4 separate regions of the Sus scrofa genome follow, and regions 2, 3 and 4 are each linked to region 1. The links are chromatin contacts, called in public HiChIP or PLAC-seq and promoter capture Hi-C maps. All regions are on one chromosome and are shown on one strand. The core of a region is the stretch at or near the end of the contact, and the rest is flanking DNA. Distances in the headings are between cores, read along the strand shown. Region 1 holds the start of PRADC1 (protease-associated domain-containing protein 1). Region 2 holds the start of TPRKB (TP53RK binding protein). Region 3 holds the start of DUSP11 (RNA/RNP complex-1-interacting phosphatase). Region 4 holds the start of STAMBP (STAM-binding protein).

What was found. Promoter capture Hi-C pulls out the DNA fragments that hold promoters and counts their contacts. HiChIP or PLAC-seq counts read pairs in DNA pulled down with a chosen protein or histone mark.
Region 2: a contact with region 1 is called in an H3K27ac HiChIP or PLAC-seq map of alveolar macrophages. The contact joins the promoter of TPRKB here to the promoter of PRADC1 in region 1. A contact is called at or near these places in 3 of 5 promoter capture datasets (fetal liver, fetal skeletal muscle and liver), 6 of 47 Hi-C or Micro-C datasets (embryonic fibroblasts, liver, mesenteric adipose tissue and 2 more) and 1 of 2 datasets of contacts at active chromatin or transcription factors (alveolar macrophages).
Region 3: a promoter capture Hi-C map of fetal liver shows a contact between it and region 1, with 4 times the contacts expected there. The contact joins the promoter of DUSP11 here to the promoter of PRADC1 in region 1. A contact is called at or near these places in 2 of 5 promoter capture datasets (fetal liver and liver), 5 of 47 Hi-C or Micro-C datasets (alveolar macrophages, fetal skeletal muscle, heart right ventricle and 1 more) and 1 of 2 datasets of contacts at active chromatin or transcription factors (alveolar macrophages).
Region 4: an H3K27ac HiChIP or PLAC-seq map of alveolar macrophages shows a contact between it and region 1. The contact joins the promoter of STAMBP here to the promoter of PRADC1 in region 1. A contact is called at or near these places in 2 of 5 promoter capture datasets (fetal liver and liver) and 1 of 2 datasets of contacts at active chromatin or transcription factors (alveolar macrophages).

What each region holds. Positions count from the first base shown.
Region 1 is chr3:69,545,378-69,548,158 of Sscrofa11.1, forward strand. PRADC1 (protease-associated domain-containing protein 1) reads left to right here and starts at 1,461. Exons shown (of 5, transcript XM_003125011.4): 1 at 1,461-2,367. The coding sequence starts at 2,133.
Region 2 is chr3:69,236,852-69,239,681 of Sscrofa11.1, forward strand. It overlaps TPRKB (TP53RK binding protein), which reads left to right and starts at 1,474. Exons shown (of 5, transcript NM_001144846.1): 1 at 1,474-1,492; 2 at 2,798-2,830. The coding sequence starts at 2,818.
Region 3 is chr3:69,204,828-69,207,585 of Sscrofa11.1, forward strand. It overlaps DUSP11 (RNA/RNP complex-1-interacting phosphatase), which reads left to right and starts at 1,345. Exons shown (of 8, transcript XM_003125007.6): 1 at 1,345-1,601. The coding sequence starts at 1,360.
Region 4 is chr3:69,186,827-69,189,526 of Sscrofa11.1, forward strand. It overlaps STAMBP (STAM-binding protein), which reads right to left and starts at 1,430. Exons shown (of 10, transcript XM_003125008.4): 1 at 1,319-1,430.

The DNA.
Region 1 (2,781 bases), core at 211-2,710:
GGAAGCAGGAAAAGAACAGAGAACTGAGTTGGATTGATAGGCTAAAATGAATGCATGAAATGCCAAGTGCACAGAGAACACATGAAGCGCCCAGCTTGTAGGAAGCAGCATGTTAGCTAGTCTGCTAGGTGGTATCTTAGGGTTTTGCCTCAAGCACTTAAAAGCTGGCCCTGTTCAACAGCAACTCCGGAGACCACCGAGGTTTGGGACCCAAGGAAGGTACCTGCAGCTCTGAGATGGAGAAAGGGATACTATGGAAAGGGGGGTGGGTACAGAGAGCCTCCCAGATTCACTAACCGCCCTAATTTAAGAAAAACGAAAACTAAAGTTAGGTGGCCAACTAGGAAAGCTGTCTAATGTCACATCTAGGGTAGCAGACAGGGTCAGAGTCAGAGGCCGGATCTTCCTACGTCTGAAGCAGGGTGCCCATCTGCCCTACCCATTCTTCTGGCTGAAGAGTTGCACCTGCAACAACCAGCGGAGCCCCGCACATTCAGTAGACACTAAAGATGACTTTACTTAACGAACAAGTGAATGAATGAATTCAAGTACGAGCAAAAGGGTCTGTTTCCATTTGGTAGCAGCTGGCAGGGAGGGAGGCATAGCTGAGATCCGGGGTTCCGCTCAACATAAGGTCCCCATGCTGCCTCTGCCGGTCCTAGTGAGCACCCGGCTTTACACTCGAATTTTCCAGTGCAGCCAGAAGTTCCAAGCCCGGCCGTCGACCGCGTTATGCACGCTCAATCCGCAGTCGTTTCACCCGGGTCGTGACTCCGGGGGGGGGGGGGGGGTCCAAAAACCAGCTTGCCAACGCGGGTTCGCGGGTTCCGAAGCACCCTGGGACTTGTAGTCCCCAGCCGGCCCGATCAGAGCCTTTCCTCCAGTGCCACACAGCCCTCGCCCAGGAGCCCTACTCGGAGCCCGGGCCCACCAAGGCCGCGGCGGGCCGGGGTCACCCACAGACAGGGGTCGGGGCGAGGACCGAGTCATTAGGCAGAGGAAAGTCCTGCGGGACCGGCCTTTGCCGGGCGGCGCCAGCTACCAACCAGATGGCAACGGATGGAGACGGATGCGCGAGACGCCACTCACCATCATCTTGTAAGCTTATCCAGTGGCCCGCTACTCCTCTTCCCTGCTTCGCGCCCGGGCCGCCCAGCAACCCCACAATCCTCCGCGCCAAAGAAGTCCCCAGAACCTTCGCCAAGCAGTTGGACCGGGAGAGGAAGGGGATGGGCCACTTCCGCCACTCTATGGTTCGCTACCACAGAGTCGGCGTGGCTAGAAGGTCCAGAGGCTGGTCCTCTGCCGGAGCTGTTACAGGAAGTGTTGGTAATGCAAGGGTCGCGGGCTTTCGAAAGTGTCATTCTTTTTGAGTATGTAGGGTCCTTGCTCGGCCCCCGTCACCCACTAACTCTAATTCTATTCCCCTTCTCCCTCTGGAGCCAGGCCAAGGAATGAAATAAAGGCAAACATTTATTGAACGCTGACTGAGGGACAGTTTTTGCCAAGTAAACATTTGATGTGAGTGATCTCATTTAATCCTCACAAACCTATTGGTATTGTTGTCATGCCCACTTTACAGATGAGGGAACTGAGGCCGAGAGGTTAGGAAGGGTGTCCAGAGTCACAGCTGCATAGTAAATGGTAGAGAAACAGGAGCGGACACCTAGCCCCTATGCTCGCATTCTGGCTCGGCACTGGTCAGAGCTTCCTCGAGGGTCGTGTACATCCGGCCACGTCGCCAGGGCACGCAAGCGCTGGTGGAACTAGGCAATAAGATCAGAGTAGGGGTCACCGGAGACCACTTGAGAGCTACAGGAATGCCATTCCAAGGAGGGGATGGGAAGGAGGAAGGCACAGCTGGAAGAAGGTATACCCTCATCTTGCAAAGCGACCGTGAGGAGTATTGGCCGAGACTTTCAGCGGTTGAAGCCAGTCCTGCGATCGGCCACCTCCAGTTCTGCCGACCCACCCACCAGCCAGCAAGGTGCTGCCGAATCGAATCCAAACTGAGACAGGCTGGGGCGGGGGCCGGCAGTTGCAGTTAAGAGTTTGGACCAATCAGTCCTCGGCCCCACTTCTCTCGACCAATAGGAAGTGGGCTAAGGCGCAGGGGCGGAAAATGTGGCTACATGAGCAGGCGTCAGAGCCAATCAGCCGTGGGCCTCGTTCCAGTCCGCCAACCAGCAGCCAGAGCGGGTCTGGGGGCGGGAGGCCAGAGCAGCTGTCAGGCCAAAGTCCAGCGAGCTACGCGCGGAGGGGCGGCTGGAGGAAGCGGGGCGCCGGGCCGGGCCCTGGAGATGGTCCCCGGCGCCGCGGGCTGGTGTTGTCTCATGCTCTGGCTCCCCGCGTGCGTCGCGGCCCATGGTGAGCGGCAACGGGCGGGGCTGCGCATCGGGGCGGGGCTGGGAGTCCACATGAGCGCGTCTCGGGCCGGGGGCCACGGGTCACCTTGGGGACCCCGCGAGTTCTGGGCAGGGTAGGTTCAGAAAGAGGCGCCACGATTTGGTGGGTACTCGTCCTCAGGGACACGAATTGGGCGCGGCTGGAGGCTGGGCTTTGAGTTCTGAGCTTCCCACGTCGAAGCAAGACTCCCCCTACCCCCACTAGCGCCGAATTAGGTGGCTGAGGGGGCGAGGAACAAGGACAAGCTGGAAATATGTGAGCACTCATATACATAAACGGGACCACACATTGCTACACTTTGGCTCACACACAAGCACATAGGTACATATCCTACCTGTTTGCATCTATACGGGAACATGAACATATAGCCACTAC
Region 2 (2,830 bases), core at 224-2,723, 310 kb before region 1:
TTATTTATTTTTGTCTTTTTGCCTTTTCTAGGGCCGTTTCCGTGGCATATGGAGGTTCCCAGGCTAGGGGTCGAATTGGAGCCATAGCCACCGGCCTACACCACAGCCACAGCAACGCAGGATCCGAGCCGCGTCTGTGATCTACACCACAGCTCACGGCAATGCCGGATCCTTAACCTACTGAGCAAGGCCAAGGATCGAACCCGCAAGCTCATGGTTCCTAGTTGGATTCGTTAATCACTGTGCCTCCACGGGAACTCCGATAATAGTTTTTAAATTATAGTTGATTTACCGTGTTCTGTCTATTTCTGCCTCACAAAGTGAGCCAGTTATGCATACATACATTCTTTTTTTCACATTATTCTCCATCATGTTCCATCACAAGTGATCATATATAGTTTCATGGGCTACACAGCAAAATCCCATTGCTTATCCATTCCAAATGCAGTAGTTTGCATCTGCTAACCCCAAACTCCCAGTCCATCTCCCTCCCTCCCCCTCCGTCTTGGCAAGCACAAGTCTGTTCTCCGTGTCCCTGAGTTTGTTTCTTTTCTGTAGATAGGTTCATTTGTGCCCTATATTAGATTCCAGATATAAGTGATAGGGTATTTGTCTTTCTCTTTCTGACTTACTTCACTTAGCATGAGAGTCTCTAGTTCCATCCATGTTGCTGCAAGTGGCATTATTTTGTTCTTGTTTGTGAAAAGATGGTTTTGACTCCCAGGTGGCGGCTGCATGATAGGAGGGCAGGAACTGTGAGCTGAGCACTTCTAGGAGGCCAAACTGTGGATGTGAGTTGGTGGCCCACTGTGGTGGCAGTGGGTATGGAGAGAATTGTATCCGTCAAGATATTAAAAATTGACAAGGAGTTCTCCTGTGGTGCAGTGGGTTAAGGATCTGGCGTTGTCACTGCAGCGGTTTGGGTCCCTGCTGTGGCCCGGGTTTGATTACTGGCCCCTGGAACTTCCACGTGCTGTGGGCAGGGTGAAAAATAAAATTTAAATTGACAAGACTTTTGGATTAGATATGGGATTTGAGTGAGAGGTCAGTATCCAGCAGTGACTCGAAGTTTCTGGACTGAATGAATTATGTAAAAGAAAAGCAAACTATTCTGACGTTTGCTAGAGGTCCTTTTTCCCCTCATGTAAAAACAAAAACCACATTTTTTTTCTCTCTGGTTGTATGTACTCATTATATATTTTGAGTACTCATTGTAGAAAATTCAGCACATAGAAAAATATTTATAGGAGACCTTAGAAATTGCCTTCAATTCTACTGCCCAAGATGGCCATATTTTGGTGTACTTCGTGTTTTTGTTTTCTGGGTGCATCTTCTTTTATAATTGGGTGTACATTTTATCTTTCTGTATTTTTTTTTCCATTGGACCTTGATTATGACTGAACTGCTGTGTGCCAGGACGTTATTCACAAATGTTCTTTTTTTCTTTTGTTACAATAAGAAAAAAGTCAGATGAAATTCCAGCAGGTCAAAGGTAATTTTTCGTTGTATTTTTCTTTCAATTTTGTGTGTGTGTGTATGTGTACCTTTTTTAAAAAACCCACAATTTTATGTTTTGATTTCCACATCAAATGTTTTAGTGTTATTTATTGCTGTTTTTATACATCCTTAAGTACTCTTCAAGACTACAGTTTTTAGTGGTTGTTTAGTGAAAACAAATCCTGTTACTAGTTCTTTTCAGCTTTTACTGTTAGGATAATGATAAGGACCTCTTGTTACATAAACCTTCAGATTGCCAGTTTATTCTTTGAGAAAAATGCTGTAAATGGAACCTCCTAGGTAAAAGGATAAAATGAACCTATCAAATTGCCTCACCCAAATATCTCATTAGGACTGATTGAAATTGTTTTAAAGATCAAATTTTTGCAATGCTTTGTTTTTCTGTGCAAGGATATGTCTTTGTAGTTATTTGTCATGTTTCTCTTATGTCTTTGTATATACCCCGTCCTTTTCTTGTTCAATTTATGTCTATAAAGGGCCAGTATTATTAAAGCATTGTGCCCTCCCTGCTTAAATCCCCATGTGTGAAATGAGTTCTCTGAGTCATGTCATACTTTTCCTCTGTAAGATTATTTTCTTCTTTCGTATTTGTGTCTAGGTGCTGCTAAAACATAAATCAAATGGTGAGATAAGAAAACTAAAAAGGCTAAGAAGTTGGAGTGAGGTTTCATTAATGCTAAAAGTAACCTGTGATCTAAAACATTTTTGGTAATCTGCACCTAGTTGTCTATTGGGGAAACGGCATCTCATCCACGGATCAGAGCCGGACTTACTGCACAAGCAGGGGATCAGGTGGCAACCTTGATCCTTCGCCAGGAATGGTAAAGGAAGCTAGAAACAGCAGGTTTAGGAAGACAGTATACTGTGAGAATGCCAGATGTGTTTTCGGGATAGATTTTTCTATTTTAACACTTTTATATGTTCTTATTAAAGTTACTTTGTTAGGGAGTTCCCAGTGTGGCTTGGCGGTAACAAACGTGACTAGTATCCATGAGGACTCGGGTTGGATCCCTGGCCTTGCTCAGTGGGTTAAGTATCTGGTGTTGCCGTGAGCCGTGGTGCAGGTCACAGATACGGCTCAGATCTGGCCTGGCTGTGGTTGTGGCTGTGGCTGGGGTATATGCAAGCAGCTGCAGCTCTGATTTCAACCCCCAGCTGGGCAACTTCCATATGCCACAGGCACAGCCCTAAAAAGCAAAAAAATATCTCGTTAAGTAAAGATATTTTTTTGTTAGTGACCTACGGTGTTAACTTTTGGTCTTTTGGTCTTGTGCAACAGAATCCTGTCTTATCTATGAAATGCAGTTAACAG
Region 3 (2,758 bases), core at 95-2,594, 340 kb before region 1:
CAATAAATGAGTGGGAATTTAAGTTGATACCATATAAATACACAGACACACACACACATATATGGCCACACTGGTGGCATATTTATGTGTGTGTGTATATGTGTGCATGTGTGTATATACATACACATACACATATATATATGGAAGTTCCTGATCCAGGGATTGAATCTGAACCGCATCTATGACCTATACTGCAGCTGCAGCAGTGCCAGATCCTTGTAACCCACTGTGCTGGGCTGGGGGTCTAACCCATGCCTCTGCATCAACCGGAGCCACTGCAGTCAGATTCTTAACACACTGCACTACAGCAGGAATTCCCAATACAATATTTTTGGAGATTAATTAGGCATTATCTTTCAAAAAAATTTTTTTTGTCTTTTTAGGGCTATGCCCTCAGCATATGGAAATTCCCAGGCCACAACCACAGCCACAGCCACACCAGATTGGAGCTACATCCTTGACCTATGCCACAGCTTGGGGCAATGCCAGATCCGTAACCCACTGAGTGAGGCCAGGGATCAAACCCACATCCTCATGGATATTAATAGGGTTTTTAACCCGCTGAGCCACAACAGGAACGCCTCTTTCAAAATTTTACATTTGTATTTCCTTCATTCCAGCAATTCTACTTCTAGAAATATAGATATAGATGTATACATGTATTAGGATGTTCACATTGCAGCCCATCTGCAGGATATTATTTTTTATTATTATTATTTTTTAAACCGAAAACTGTAAGTCCATCAATATTGGACTAGTTATATAGAGTATGGAATATTATGCACCATTAAAAGGAATAGAATGAGGAGTTCCTGCTGTGGCACAATAGGATCAGTGGCATTGGAGCACTAGGGTGCAGGTTGGTTCCCCTGCCCACCACAGTGGGTTAAGGGTCCGGCATTGCTGCAGCTGTAGCTTAGGTCGAATCTATGGCTGAGAGCTGATCCCTGGCCCAGGAACTCCATATGCTGAGGGTCGGCCAAAAAAGAAAAATGAAAGAATGGAATGAATGTATAAATAAATTGGGGAAATCAGTATCCAAGCTAGACTGCAGAATATGTATAGTATGCTGCTTTTATTTAAAATATAGGATATACATTATGTACAAATACTTATATACAAGGTACAACAAATGTGACTGTAACGTTTGTAAAATATGTTAGCACTACACAAGAAACTGGGATTGTGAGACAGCTTTCCAGGTCCTGCACTATTGTACTTCTGAGGGTACACACAAACTAACAGACCTGTGCTACCAGCCGCCCGCTAAAGAGGGCACTGCAGCCAGCAGAGTCTTGTTTACTAATCAAGTTTCTTAGTCGGCCGGCGTGGTGACGTCATCTCGACGAGCAGTGGCGCATGCGCAACAGCAAGGCGATCGGGGCGCGGCGAGGGTTGCTGCTTAGGCGCTTCCGGTTCCGGATCGAGTCTAGCTTTGGGTGCGCCGGCCTGGCGAGTTTAGCATTTTTGGCCTTCTGTGGGCGTCTTCTTGGGGGCTACATGAGCCACTGTCATCATGCTCACAGACGCTGGAGCCAGAGTTGGGTCTACTCTGGTCATTCCTCCGCCAAGAAGAAAGGTGGAAACCACATCCCGGAAAGGTAATATGCCTTGGCTCCTGGGCCTGGGCTTCAGGTCTGCGCTCTCTGCTTGTCACTGTGGCTTCCGAGCGCTTGCCCCGCCCGACTTGTGCTACGGGGCATTCATCCTCTCGCTTCGCCGTACGTAGTAGCTGGAAGGGACGGTCTGATGTTTTCATTTCTTCCCGTTGTTTTAAAAGCGAGGCTCTGGCCATTGCTTCTCGGGTAAAATGCAGAGAGACTGCTTTTTAAGATGGAAGCGGCAGTGTTGGGATTTCCTCTTAATTACTGAAATGGAGTCTCCTTCAATTCCTCAAGTTGTGCTACAGAAAATGTAATAATTGAATTTGAGTGAAAAAACCCAGCAGCGCCGCCGAGTTTTCCATCGAAAAAGTTGCTTTGTGTGGTTTCTGTTGCTTCTTAACCGGTGACATTTGGAAGATCTACCTCTGTACGTTCAAATGATTAATTTGGAGACATTGCTCATGCGCAGTAAACTCGTTTATTCCTTGAGATTTTCCTTTTTTCCTCTCTTACCACATTAAGTTCGCTTCAGTTTATCTCTTGAATTTCTTTTGAAACTGTCACCTCTCCATTAGCGTTCTAATACTGAACTTGGCTACCTGTTGCAATTAGGTCCCTACGAGTGTCTGTATATCTACTCTTGTTTCCTTTCAATCCATTCTTCACACAAGAAATATTTTTAAGACACAAAGTTGGAATATTGCTCATAAACATCTCTCAAAAGCATTTTTCCCCCCAAAGCATTGTTTTAAGAATAAAAAACAAACCCTTGACCTCTAAGACCCTGCATGGTATAGAATCTTCTCTGCTTCTAGACCCCCGTCTTTGCTACTTTTGCCTTCACTTTCTATGCTTCAGATACTCTGAATTAACCTTAGTTCAAACTCATCCTACACAAGTCAGTTCACATATTACTTTTCACTGTGATTCCTAACTTTAAGTGAAGTTCACAGTCCTTTTATCACCAGGTTTTCTTTTATATTTTAATTTTTTAAAATGAGAGTTGCAACATTTATGTCACGTCTCTCTCTCTTTTTCTTTTTTTTGCCACACTTGCAGCATGTGGAAGTTCCCCAGCCAGGGATCGAACCTGCACTACAGCAGCAACCCACAGTGGTGAAAATGCAGTGGTGAAAATGCAGGAGCCTTAACCC
Region 4 (2,700 bases), core at 180-2,679, 360 kb before region 1:
TGCTTATAATCCTAACTCTGCTCACGGAATCACTCTTCCAGTCAATCTACATCACATCATTTCAGGGCAAGGATTTTTGATCTAGAACGCAATTTATTGGAATCTATCTTCAAAGACTAAGCGCTCTTCGAATAACAAAAGGACACAAAGGTAACTTGAAAGAAAAAAAAAAAAACACAACACAACAAAACACCACCTGGGACTCATACTGCAGTAATCTACAATCTTTCTCTCTCTTTTTTTGGCCAGGCCCAGGGCATGCAAAAGTTCCTAGGCCAGGAAACGAACCTGTGCCACAGCAGTGACCCAAGCCACAACAGTGACAACACCAGATCCTTAAGCCACTGAGCCACCAAGGAACCCCTCTAGAATCTTTCTGGATATTGCTACTGCTAGAATCAGATTCTAACTTCCAACCTTACATACTGAATTACAGCACACCCTAACCAGCATGTTCTAGAATATACACAAGCTACCACAGGTTTTGAAATTCAAGACCCTGTGTCAAATGGCCCATTTTTTCCTTTGAATCTTAAACCTTACTCATTCCCCACAGAGATCTTTTGCTTCAGTCATGATTCATATCTGCCTAGAAACCTTTACATTTCAGTTTCATTTGTCTATACACTGTTGTTGTTTTCCACTCCAACCCCTCCCTAAGAGATAGTTTTCTCCAGGCCAATTCTATCTCTAAGTGACACTTTCTCCACCAAGCTGCTGCTTCTCATACACCCCCATAGTACAAAAGCTGTGGGGACTACCAGGGATGTAGAGGCATTCTGTCTCCTGTAAGGAGCCTTTTTAAGGGCTCAGAAAGCCACTAGCAAATCTAAAACCTCCCCCAGTTGTCTAATTAGTAAATTCAGGGCAAAGCCCATCAAAGCTATCTGAAACAGAGGAAGCTCGTTGCTCTTCCCTGTCTCTCTGTAGAGGATATTTTTGTCGCGAATGGAATCCACTCCCGAGACCAGCAGGTGGTGCCCAGTACTACAGAGCTGAGCAATACTCCAGAGAGGTGGTGCCGTAAAGGACCAAGGGGTAAACATGAGAAGGAAAAAGGAAGCAGCGGGAAGAGCGATGGGGGCGTATACAGCGGAGAGGGACCTCTTGACAACAGCATAAGGGCCCATGAGGTAGGCGGGGGCGCGCTGGGCCCGACTGGGCACCGGAGCCGTCAGGGAACTCGCGCGCAGAGGGCTGGGCAGGCGGTGCGGGGAGGAGTGGGCTGCAGGTCCCACACTCACGGCCGCCACTCCGCGTCACTGTCAGACCACGCTCAGCACCCAAGCCCCACCACATTCCCGGGACCCTTCCCCACCTGTCCCCGCGAATGACTCTCGGAGCTTCCGTAAACGTCACATCCGGCCCCCGCCCCGCCCCCTCCAACTGGGCTATCAGTTAAACTCCCAAGAACTTAGGACCCGGGGCAGTGTCTGGGGGCGGGGTTAGAGCTGTCACCTGCGGAAAAAAACCCACCAATGAGAAGAGAGCTGGGGGGAGGCCATTTTGGTAAAGGAAAATCAGCGCGGAAGGAGTGGGAAACAAATAAAGGACCCAGCTAACTTTTGTTTTTAGATTAATACGAACACCGTAAATGGACCGATGCATTCCCTCCGAGTGAAAAGCTACACGAGTTGTAATGCAACATATCTTAAACAAGCTTAGAAAGTATGGAATCAAATAAAATCTATTACATAAAGCATACATTTTTTGGAATTAGAGTCTGGTCACTCAGGTTTACCCCATGCCTTCACGTCCTTCATATTTGTGAGGTGTGTTAAATGCTTATGTCAATTCTGAAAGCTACCTTGTCCCAGTTCTTTGGAGAAAACTGTACAAACTCTATTAAAACTGATTGCAAGTTGACCCCTATCACTATCAGCCTGTCCATGCCCTATATCTTCTACTAGGTGTGTCTGAATGAATGTCATTGGAAAATCAGGAGATGAGCTGTGTTTTTACTTTTATTTTTATAGCTAAATACATATCCTCGGGTCTTCTCTGTGTGGAAATTTGCTCTCTGTGAATTTTCCTTCACTTATTTTTAGAAATTACTCAATTCTCAGCTCGATTTCACCTTAGTTTTGTTCATTGCCACATTCAGAAACTTAGTGTCCAGAGAAACCTTTGTGGCCAGAGAGGCCGCAGTGGACTCCTTGGCTGTTAAGGTCCATCTTGGCTGTTGGCAAGGTTTTCAGAGGAAGAGTAATTCGGTAGATGAGCAGTCATTCTAGCGGTTTCCACTAGTAGAATCTAAAAGTAAATTTCAGACTTCTCTTTTGGCGCCCTGGGTTAAGGATCCATCACTATCTCTCCAGAAGCTTGATTCGATCCCTGGCCCATGAACTTCCACATTCCATAGGCAGCGAAAGATAAGTTTTTAAAAGTAAATTTCATTTTGGGGGGAGGGAGTGGGATGGACTGGAAATTTGGGGTTAGTAGATGCAAACTATTGCATTTGGAGTGGATAAGCAATGAGATCCTGCTGTATAGCACAGGGAACTATATCTAATCACTTGTGATGGAATACGATGAAGGATAACGTGAGAAAAAGATGGTGTATATACGTGTGTGTATAGCTGGGTCACTTTGCTGTACAGTAGAAATTGATTGAACATTGTAAATCAACTATAATAGAAAAAATTAAAATCTTATCAAAAAAGTAAATTTCATTGTGTAAACTTTTTTTTTTTTTTTTTT